2 separate regions of the Mus musculus genome follow, and region 1 is linked to region 2. The links are chromatin contacts, called in public promoter capture Hi-C maps. All regions are on one chromosome and are shown on one strand. Each heading gives the region's core, a stretch centred on a gene start, on an enhancer-like site or on the middle of the called end of the contact. The rest is flanking DNA. Distances are from core to core; before and after follow the strand shown.

The links. Promoter capture Hi-C pulls out the DNA fragments that hold promoters and counts their contacts.
Region 1: a contact with region 2 is called in a promoter capture Hi-C map of embryonic stem cells. The contact joins the promoter of Pitpnm3 here to the promoter of Atp2a3 in region 2. A contact is called at or near these places in 4 of 39 promoter capture datasets (embryonic stem cells and liver).

The regions. Positions count from the first base shown.
Region 1 is chr11:72,132,988-72,137,468 of GRCm38.p6, forward strand. Pitpnm3 (PITPNM family member 3) reads right to left here and starts at 2,902. Exons shown (of 20, transcript NM_001024927.2): 1 at 2,667-2,902. The coding sequence starts at 2,688.
Region 2 is chr11:72,958,861-72,963,209 of GRCm38.p6, forward strand. Atp2a3 (ATPase, Ca++ transporting, ubiquitous) reads left to right here and starts at 2,309. Exons shown (of 22, transcript NM_016745.3): 1 at 2,309-2,611. The coding sequence starts at 2,494.

The DNA.
Region 1 (4,481 bases), core at 1,652-4,151, 830 kb before region 2:
GTCTTCTCTTGTCCACAGAACAAGACCAAGGAGCGTTCTTCCTTTCCAAGTATTGGGACAGTCAACTCTTTTGATTTCTGTGTGGCTGAGATTGCCCCAAAGCTTGAAGGCTGGTAATAATCAAGTTGGATCCACTCTCTGCAAATGAATCTCATCCTGTCTGGGATCTGATTACATTTTCTCTTGTGCCTGGATTCTCCGAGCTACATGAAAGTCCTTGAACTGCCTTCCTGGCACAGCTGCTGTAGCCTTGGCTGGCTGCTCAGGATGTTCATCGTGCCGCTCCAGCACCACCATTCACCACCACGACGTGATGGTGGAACTGTAGAGTATACAGCCTGGCATCGGTTACAACAGCGCCAGGACCCAAAGCCCATCTCCTCCTTAAGTAGCCGGACCACTGGCCGGTTTTCAGAGGAAATCCCACACAAATCAGGAAGCAGACCCCCTCACTCGCAGGCAAGATTTCCTACAACCTCCCTTTAGTCTCCTCTCACCTCTCAGGGTGGAGGGCTGATCCTTCTGCCTTTTAGTCTGTGTATGGTACTGAATTGCCATCTTTCTCTCTTGGGCCTCAGTTTCCTCAGCTATGAATAGAAGAACTTGGCCTTGAATTATATATAAGCTATATAATTCAAGGTAAATGTGCTTGATGAGAGAGGCCAGGCATTCCTCCATACTCTGCATCCTTAAGTCACTGGGTTTAAGGTAGCTAAAGAAAAGAAGGGATATTTGCAGGCTGCCACGTTGCCCAGGAGAGTTGAGAAGCGTGGTCAGATCTTGCCAGAGGTCATCTGCAGAGCTCCTTGGGGTGGCAGCTGAGTAAGAGACAGAGAGGCACCAGGCAGGTGGTCACAGAGGAGGGAAGTCTGGCTTGCTCTGAGGGAAAGGACTGAGACTGTGAAATGGAAAAGTTGTAGAGCAGCCCCAGGCAGCAGTCTTGGGAGGCCTGGCCATTTCTTCACCTTCTGCAGGGCACTCTCCCCATGGATCTCAGCTAGGGACCAAAAGACCCACAATCCAATTCATAGGACCTGGGGCTGCCCTTCTCCCAGAATGAGGAGGGGAGTAGAAAGATTCCTTAGCATCCAAAAAAACAAAAGCAAAACAAAACAAAACCAAAAAAAACCTTGGTCTTGCATCCAGGCTCACCTAGACCCTCCCAGCCATCTTCAGGGAGCTATTTGCTTCCAAGGGCTTTAAAAGGGGAGTACCTTCCTACTTCTCAGAATCATGGGGCAGTAAAGGGCTTAAGTATGTTACCTGGTACACAGGTCAAGAAGAGATTTCTCTAACTACTCTTGCTACTGTGGTGCCCTGGCAAGAGACCTGGATCCGGACGTCCAGACCTGTGCTCACACATGAGCACATGTAGAATGGGTAGCAGAGACGCATGCTCTTCCTTTATGAAGAGCAGGGGTGGGGAGGGACCAAGGCAGGAGAAAGAAGGGAGCAGAGAGCCTTTTCCAGCCTCCTGGTGTCATCTCACTGTGCCTCCCTCGGGAGGGGAGGGGAGGGAAGTGGGAAAGGGGGTGTTTAGATGCATTTGCTTATGCTGTCTCACACAAACAGCCTCTCCCTCACAGGATTCCTCTGCCACACCTGAGTCACAAGGCCAGTCCATGCCAAGGATTGGGACCTGTCCCAGGGTCGCAGGCAGTTCAATGGCACTCACATCTAGAGTGCGGGCAGGTGGTCATGTTCATTCCATCTTTGCCATGCCTATGGGTGGAGAAGTGGGGTTCACACCAGGCCCCACGGGGATGGCATGGCACCTGCCAACGTCACAGGCTGGGAGTGAGTTCATGGCAGATTCTCACACGCCAGAGCTCCCAAGCTCAGGACTGTTGAGACCAGCCTCATCCATTTGTGGCCAGCCCTATGAACACTGGCTTTCCTCAACTTGGCCTTTTAGGGCACTGTAGGGGTCCAGGGCACAGAGTGGGGAGTCCGGGGCTAAACCTGGTCCCCTCCAGGTCCTAACCAACTCACAGGGCCTGACATCAGAGCAGATGCTGGTGAATGAACGCCTGACTGGATGAATGAAGGGACGACTAACACCTACTCCCTGGGATCCTTGGGCTACAGCTCTGAGCTTGCAGGAGAGCCGAGCCCATGGGACCCCAACAGAGGCCCCGCCTGCCTAGCCCGGCACCTGAGGCTCTGCCTCTGGGTCAGGTGGGAGGCGGGGAGGCTCCCCAGCCATAGTGTACCCCTCCAGCGACGGGACCAGTAATCTGGGTCTCTTAACCCAGCTGGTGGCAGGGGCGGGGGACTGTCGCATCCAAGATAGAGAGTGACAGGACAAGGGGGCGCGTCCTGGTTTGTTGGGGCGTGGGATGGATCAGCGACCGCGGGACATCCCCTTTGGGTTCCGGTGCCGGGGTCTACTCCCCCGGTCTCCCGGAGGGCAGCGACAGCTCCGAACTGCCGACTGGACTGAGGAGCCGTGGACCTGACCCAGTGCAGCGGGGCAAGCGGGATGCGGTGTCCCACGAGGTGACTGGGGGCGCGGGAAGGACGCAGGGCGCGCGGAGCCCCTTATGCACGCCCCGGGGTCCGGGCGGGTCGCCGCGGTCACTGTGCCTCCGCCCACCTGGTTGGGGGGCTCACCTGGGCCGAGCGATCCCTCCCGCCACCCGCCGAGCGCCCCGCGCCGCGCTCACCTGCGCTGCCCGCCTTGGCCATGTCCCGGGCGGCGGGCTCCGCTGTGCTGCCGGCGCTGCTCGCTCCCGGCCGGGCCCCGGCGCCTTCGGCCGGAGCGGACTCTCCGGGCGCCGCGCCCCGCGCCCCCGCCCCGCTCGCTCGGCCGCCTCCACCGCAACCGCCGCCGCCTCGCCGCTCCCTCCCGCTCCCTTAAAGGAGCCGAGCGGCGACCGCGCCGCCCCCCCTCCGCGCCGCCGGGGAGGGACTGACGACGGAAGGCGCCCGACACCGCCCCCGCGGGCCCGCACCCCCGCCCGGAGCCGCGCGGCCACCGCAGCGCGCGGGAGGCGCAGCCCACTGATTGCGGCCACTGAGACCCCGACCCTCGCTGAAAGACAGACGTAGACAGACTCCGGATTACAGCTCGGAGACGCTGCGGGCCAGGCAGGGATGAAGACATGGACTGCGAGCCTGGGGCGCAGTGACCCTGAGACAAGGCACCAGAAAGAGGCGCTCCTAGGGCAGAAACACCCTTGGGAGAGAGAGAAATTCAAGGAAATCGGAGCTGGCTAGAGTCTGTGAGGACAGGGAGAGCAAGGAAGACCAGGACCCAGGAGACTGAGAAACCTAGAACGAAGTCTCGCAGAGATGAGAGGGGACTTCTCCATCAGCTCCCAACTCCAGGGATGCTGGATGCCTGCATCTGCTCTAGTCTCAAGAGAGGAAAGCTTTTGTCCTTTAGCACTAAAGGATCCGTTAAACCTGCAAACCCCACCTGCCAGTAAACGCTAAGCAGAGTTTGTGGGGAGCCTGGCAGAAAGCAGTGTGTCCCCCTAACACTTTCTCACAGAAGTGCTGACATTCTAATTAGCGGGCCTCCTGAGACATTTAAATTGTGGTTTCTGCCCACTGCAGTCAGGGGATCCACAGGAGATGGTCAGTCGTTTTAGATGGGGCCTAGAAGGTAGGGTCCTGGAGAGAGCAGTCGGCTCCCTAGCTCAGTTCCAGGCGAGGCCACTTCCTCCCTGCTGACGGTTAGGGTGAGGGCTAGGCTCCTTAGAGGACTGTTGGGCCTTCCCTGAAGCCTGTTTTTCTCCCACAGTCTGCAGCCAAGCACCCACACTGGGCACTAGACAGTTCCACCCCTAGGCCAGCCAGGACTTAAGTGCCCCATCCACTGCCCCATAGAAACAAAGCACACAAGGGGCCTCTACGGGACACACCCATTTCTGGGCTTTGACTCCTTCAGCCTATCCAGGTTAATCAGCCTTACACTCCCTCTTTAGTCTATCAAAGGCTCAGCCTCAGGCAAGAGTCTTCCCGAAACTTTTGCACAGAGCTAGCAGCAACAAAGTTCTTCACCTCAGCGAAAGGAAGTCTGTATCGCCTACTCATGGACCTCTCCCTGCTTTCTGATGCCTCATCTACCAAACCAGGCTTTCCTAGGGTCCTCTGTGCAGACCGAACAACGTGCCTTCACTCACGACAGCTAGCTAGCATGCTTTGACAAAGATTCTCCATCTTAGTTTTAGCTATGACTGTCTCACCTCTCAAAAAACCCTTTAGTCCCAAGGACTCCAGAGTGGGACAGCAACACATCTTGTAGACATGGAAGTTCAGAAGCCCCAAAGTCCTGGATCCAAAGCTGTTCACCATCTCAGGCCACTGGCTACTAGCAGGGAGGGCACGGATACCACCTTTCTACCTCTAACTCTGGAGTGCTCCCCCATATTGGAACTGCAGTCTGTGTGGCTTTCTGTGTGAACTTTTGTTAAGTCTGGATGTACCCTCTGGGGTGTACTGTGTCACCCCACTTTATGCAGAGGAAACAGGCT
Region 2 (4,349 bases), core at 1,059-3,558:
CTCCCCCCCCCCCATCCAGCCCCCCATTCCATCACTTCCCCAGATTAGCTCCATGGAAGATTTTTTTTAGAAGGCAAATCTGACCCTATTTCTCATTGCCTAAAAGCCTTGAGGGTAAGGACCAGTCTAATCAAGGATTGATGTCTAAATCTGTACCCACCACCACCACCCCATCTATCTTCCAGGCTGCCATTTCCTGCTTCCATGATGCAGCTGTGCTGGGACTGGGTCTCCATCCAGACACGAGGCTGAAGTTTTCCACATTTAATTCAAACATCTTGTGACAGCTTGCGACACCCAAACCTTCCCAAGGAACACCTGCCTCCTCCTGACTGTCCTCACTTGAGGTAGCCAGGCAAGATTCTGCTGGCGAATGGCCACCATCTACCCTGTGAGAGAGTTCAGAAGCTCTGGGGCTAGGTAGGCCTGGAGCTGTGAGGAAGTAGGGAGAAGAGACATGCCCTTTGGACAGCCTGCTCGTGACCTAGCCTTGAGCTGTCATCTAGGCGGAGGCAGGTACATAATTAAGAACACAGAAGTGATGGACAGGGAACGTGAATTGACTGTGTGGGACTTGGGCAAGTTTGGAGGGGTACTCAGAAGTCCTGATGAGGACAGCCAGGCAGGTGGGCATGCTGACAGGTATATTCACCTGCCAGGTAGGAGCCACCATCTTGCTCTGCTCATAGAGTTTGAAGAGAGGGTGGAGTGGTCTGGAGAAAGGGGTGGGGCTGCCAAAGCAAACAGTCAGGCCTGGGGCTGTCTTCTAGCAAAGCCAACTCACAGCTGTGGGATGGGAAAAGTGGGAGAGGCTAGGGCTGATGTCCCCTGAGGTTGGCAGAGGAGGTATAAGCCCCCAGGATGTGTGTGCTTGGGAGGGTGCAGGGTGATTGCTGCTTGAATGTCTATATCTCCATGTGTCGGGGAGGGAGGTCTCCAGTGGGAAAGTATCCCTGGGTGGCTCTGTCTCCAGCAGAGTCCTACCAAGTTTCCTAGCAACTTACAAATGAAGAGAGGCTGTCTGTGTCCTGTCCTGGTCAGAGGGAAAGGGAAGGAGGAAGATACCTGGAGATGTTGGAGTTGAAGCTTAAAATGTCAGAGTATGGTAGCATAACTTGTAATCCTAGCACTCTGGAAGCTGAGGCAGGAGGATGGCCAAGACTTTGAAGAAAGCCTGGACTACATAACAAGACCTCGTCTTAGAAAAATCCCAAGTAAACAACTAAAATGTCAGCTGGAAGGAGACACGGCCATAAAAGTAACATTCCTTTATCCCTACAGCAGCTGAGACCCAGCTGATGTCATAGAGTCTGGACAGCCTTTCCAAAGCCACTAAAAGGCCCAATCTGTCCCTGTCCTCACCAGTCAATATTTGGAAAGCATAGAGGGGTGGAAACAGGATAAAAATACTCGACTCTGGGGTGCCCATGCTCAGGCAGGCCGGAAGCTTCAGAGTGCACGGGTGCTTTGGGACCCAGGTGCAAAAAGGTAGGAACTACCCTGGCAGCCTTGGTGATTCCGCGGCTGCACTTAACCAAGAGCCAAGGAGTGGGGATGAGATCAGCTGTTCTCTTGGCTCCCCCTTTTGGAAGGTGAGTGGTCTCTGCCTTCCACCTCCGCAGGCCTGCAACCCTTTGGCACTCCCTGACAGTGCTGATATAGGGGAGTTTCCCCTGTCCCTCCCTCGGTCAGGGTCAGTCCCCGCCAGGCACCCTAAGCAAGGAACCCCTCTGCCTCGCTCGAGTTCCCGGGGATCTCTCTGAATCCCCACCGCACCATTCACCTGTTGGGGACGCTGGACTGGTAGGTAACAGCCTGGTACTTTTTACCTTCCTTCCCCACTGGGCCATTTTTGGGGTCTTAGAGATGCGAGTGTATGAAGAATGACACTCGTCGCAGGACCTTTGGGAACGTGTAAGGCGCACACATTCAGCACTAGAGGAAAGAAAGCATCAGGTTGTTTCTTCCGCAAGAGACCCCCAGTGCACTGCATCGGCTTCCCGCCAGACTCTGTGCAGAGGTGGAGCTGGGAAGTGGGGTGCCACTAAACGGACAACTGCAATTTGCAACACCCCCGGACACAACCACAAACACCCTCGAGCTCCTAGGACACAGAGAGGCGGCGACATGAAAGCAGTAGGTCCCCCAGCTTTGCAGACCGAGTTCGAGGCTCCCTGGCTCTAGCTTCAGTATGTGGACAGGAGGGTAGCATACTCGGTCCCCCGCCACCCTCGGCGGGGCGGGGCGGCGGCTGCTATTGCGGCCGGAAGGGGTGTGGGTGCAGGGCGGGTCCCGCGCCGCCCCGCCCAGAGGACGGAGCCCCGGGCACAGCATCCTGGCGCGGGCCCGGGCTGCCATAGCCACTGCCGTCGGGGAAGGTCCCAGCGTGGTCATGGCCTCCCGAGGGGCCCGCCCCGCCCCAAGCTCGCAGCACTCCACACAGTAGCCTTGAGGAGAAGCGACCTGGACGTCGCGGACGGCCGGGCAGGCAGCATGGAGGAGGCGCACCTGCTCTCCGCTGCCGACGTGCTGCGTCGCTTCTCGGTGACAGCCGAGGGCGGCTTGAGCCTGGAGCAGGTGACCGACGCGCGGGAGCGTTACGGCCCCAACGGTGAGCGTGGGTTCCTGCCCTGCAGTGGGGACCGGTTGTCCCCTCCTGACTCGGCAGGAAGCCGGGCTCAGTAAGCCTCTGCAAATGCGCGTGGGGCACCTGGTGGGGCCTCCCGGTCTCCTTCGGGGGAAGAGGAGGCAGGATTTGGCTCTCCACTCCCCATCTCGATGCACCCCTGCAATCCTTAGCCCATTTTATCCCAGAGCCTTACTGGATGCCCGCACCTGCTGTGCGATCTGCGGACACCCTGCAAGTGCAGACGCTTGAGGCCCTCTAGCCAGCGACTCCGAGGCCCAACCTATCAGGGGGTTCCGATGTCTCCCCGGAAGGTTCACTAAGGCGCCCAAGACGGTGCAGCCTGTCAGCTGTCAGCTTTGGTGCTCTTAACCCCAGTCCCAGGTCTTCCTCTTTCTGCAACCCCAAGCGGATGTGGCTGCCGGGAGTTGATGTGGGTTTGAACTGCTGAGGCAAAGACCCACCTTCTTGGAGGGGCAGGTCGGAGGTCTGGAGGAGTCTTTTCCCCAGCTGGTGATCTGGAATGGTGCCTGCCCCATCTCTGGGGACCGAGGTAGCCCACGTACTCTTTCAGTTTACTAGAGGCATGGCTTCCTCCCCTCTGTCAAGGAGCATGGGATTCTCCTTCCTGTCCAAAGTCTTGCCTGGCCAGTGCCAGTAGACCCCGTCTAGATGAGCCCCACACATTGTTAGGAGCGTGTAGTGTGGACATCAGAGGTTCCCTGCAATGTCCTCCTGTCACTCCTGGCTCAGGGCCACAGCACCTGTAAGCTTGAAGGAAAGGGGGGAGGGGGAGAGAGGGAGGGAGGGAGGGAGGAAGAGAGAGAGAGAGAGAGAGAGAGAGAGAGAGAGAGAGAGAGAGAGAGAGAGAGAGAGAGAGAGCCCAACCACTCCAAACTTCTATCTTTTTGGAGAGCCCCTCACCCTTGAGAGTTGCCAGGTACCAGAGGAACCATGCTCTGGCCTGGGTGTCCCTCTGCTCCAGGCAGTCTGGGAAGTAGGAAGAGCTGTCAGAAGGGATGCTTTGGGTTTGTATTGGTTTATGAAAACCACCTCTTATGTAAATATTATCTTTCTGGAGCAGAAATCCTTTTTCAAAAAAAATTAGTTGCTATATTTAGTTGAGCTGTGGGAGGAACTAGGAGATAAATATTATTTAATATCCCCCATTAATGACTTGGCAGTAAGGGTGCCCTTTTTCTGAAGAAAGACAGGGGTAGCAGGGTCCGTTTCAACCCTGAGGGAGGGGAAGGCGGGTCTGGGGTCTGCAGCCTACTTGATGTTACTGTGGTCCTTGGTTCCCATATGATGTTGGAGGCTCAGCCTTTAGTTCTGTCCCAGGTCACACTGAGCTTGTCCCTGGAGGGCTCTGGCCTAGTTCACTCTTTTTTCTGGCTCATGCCTTCATTGGTTCAGAAGAGATAACTGGGAGAGAGGGAGCCCCCAGCTCCCTTGTGCCGTGGTGAGGGGATCTCAGGTGTGTAGGTATGTGTTTGATGATGGGAGAGGATACTGGCTTGGCATGTGACAGAGCAGGCAGAAAACACTGGCAGGGGTGTTTCAGGTGCCTCTGCATTGATGCTGTTACTAGTAAAAGCTCTGACTTCATTGAGTAACTGCTTCGTGTCAGAAGCAGCTCTCAGAACTTCTCATCAATTAGCTCATTTCTTCTTCCAAACAGCTCTGAAGTAAGGACTTTGTCTCCCCGTCTCACCAAGGAGGT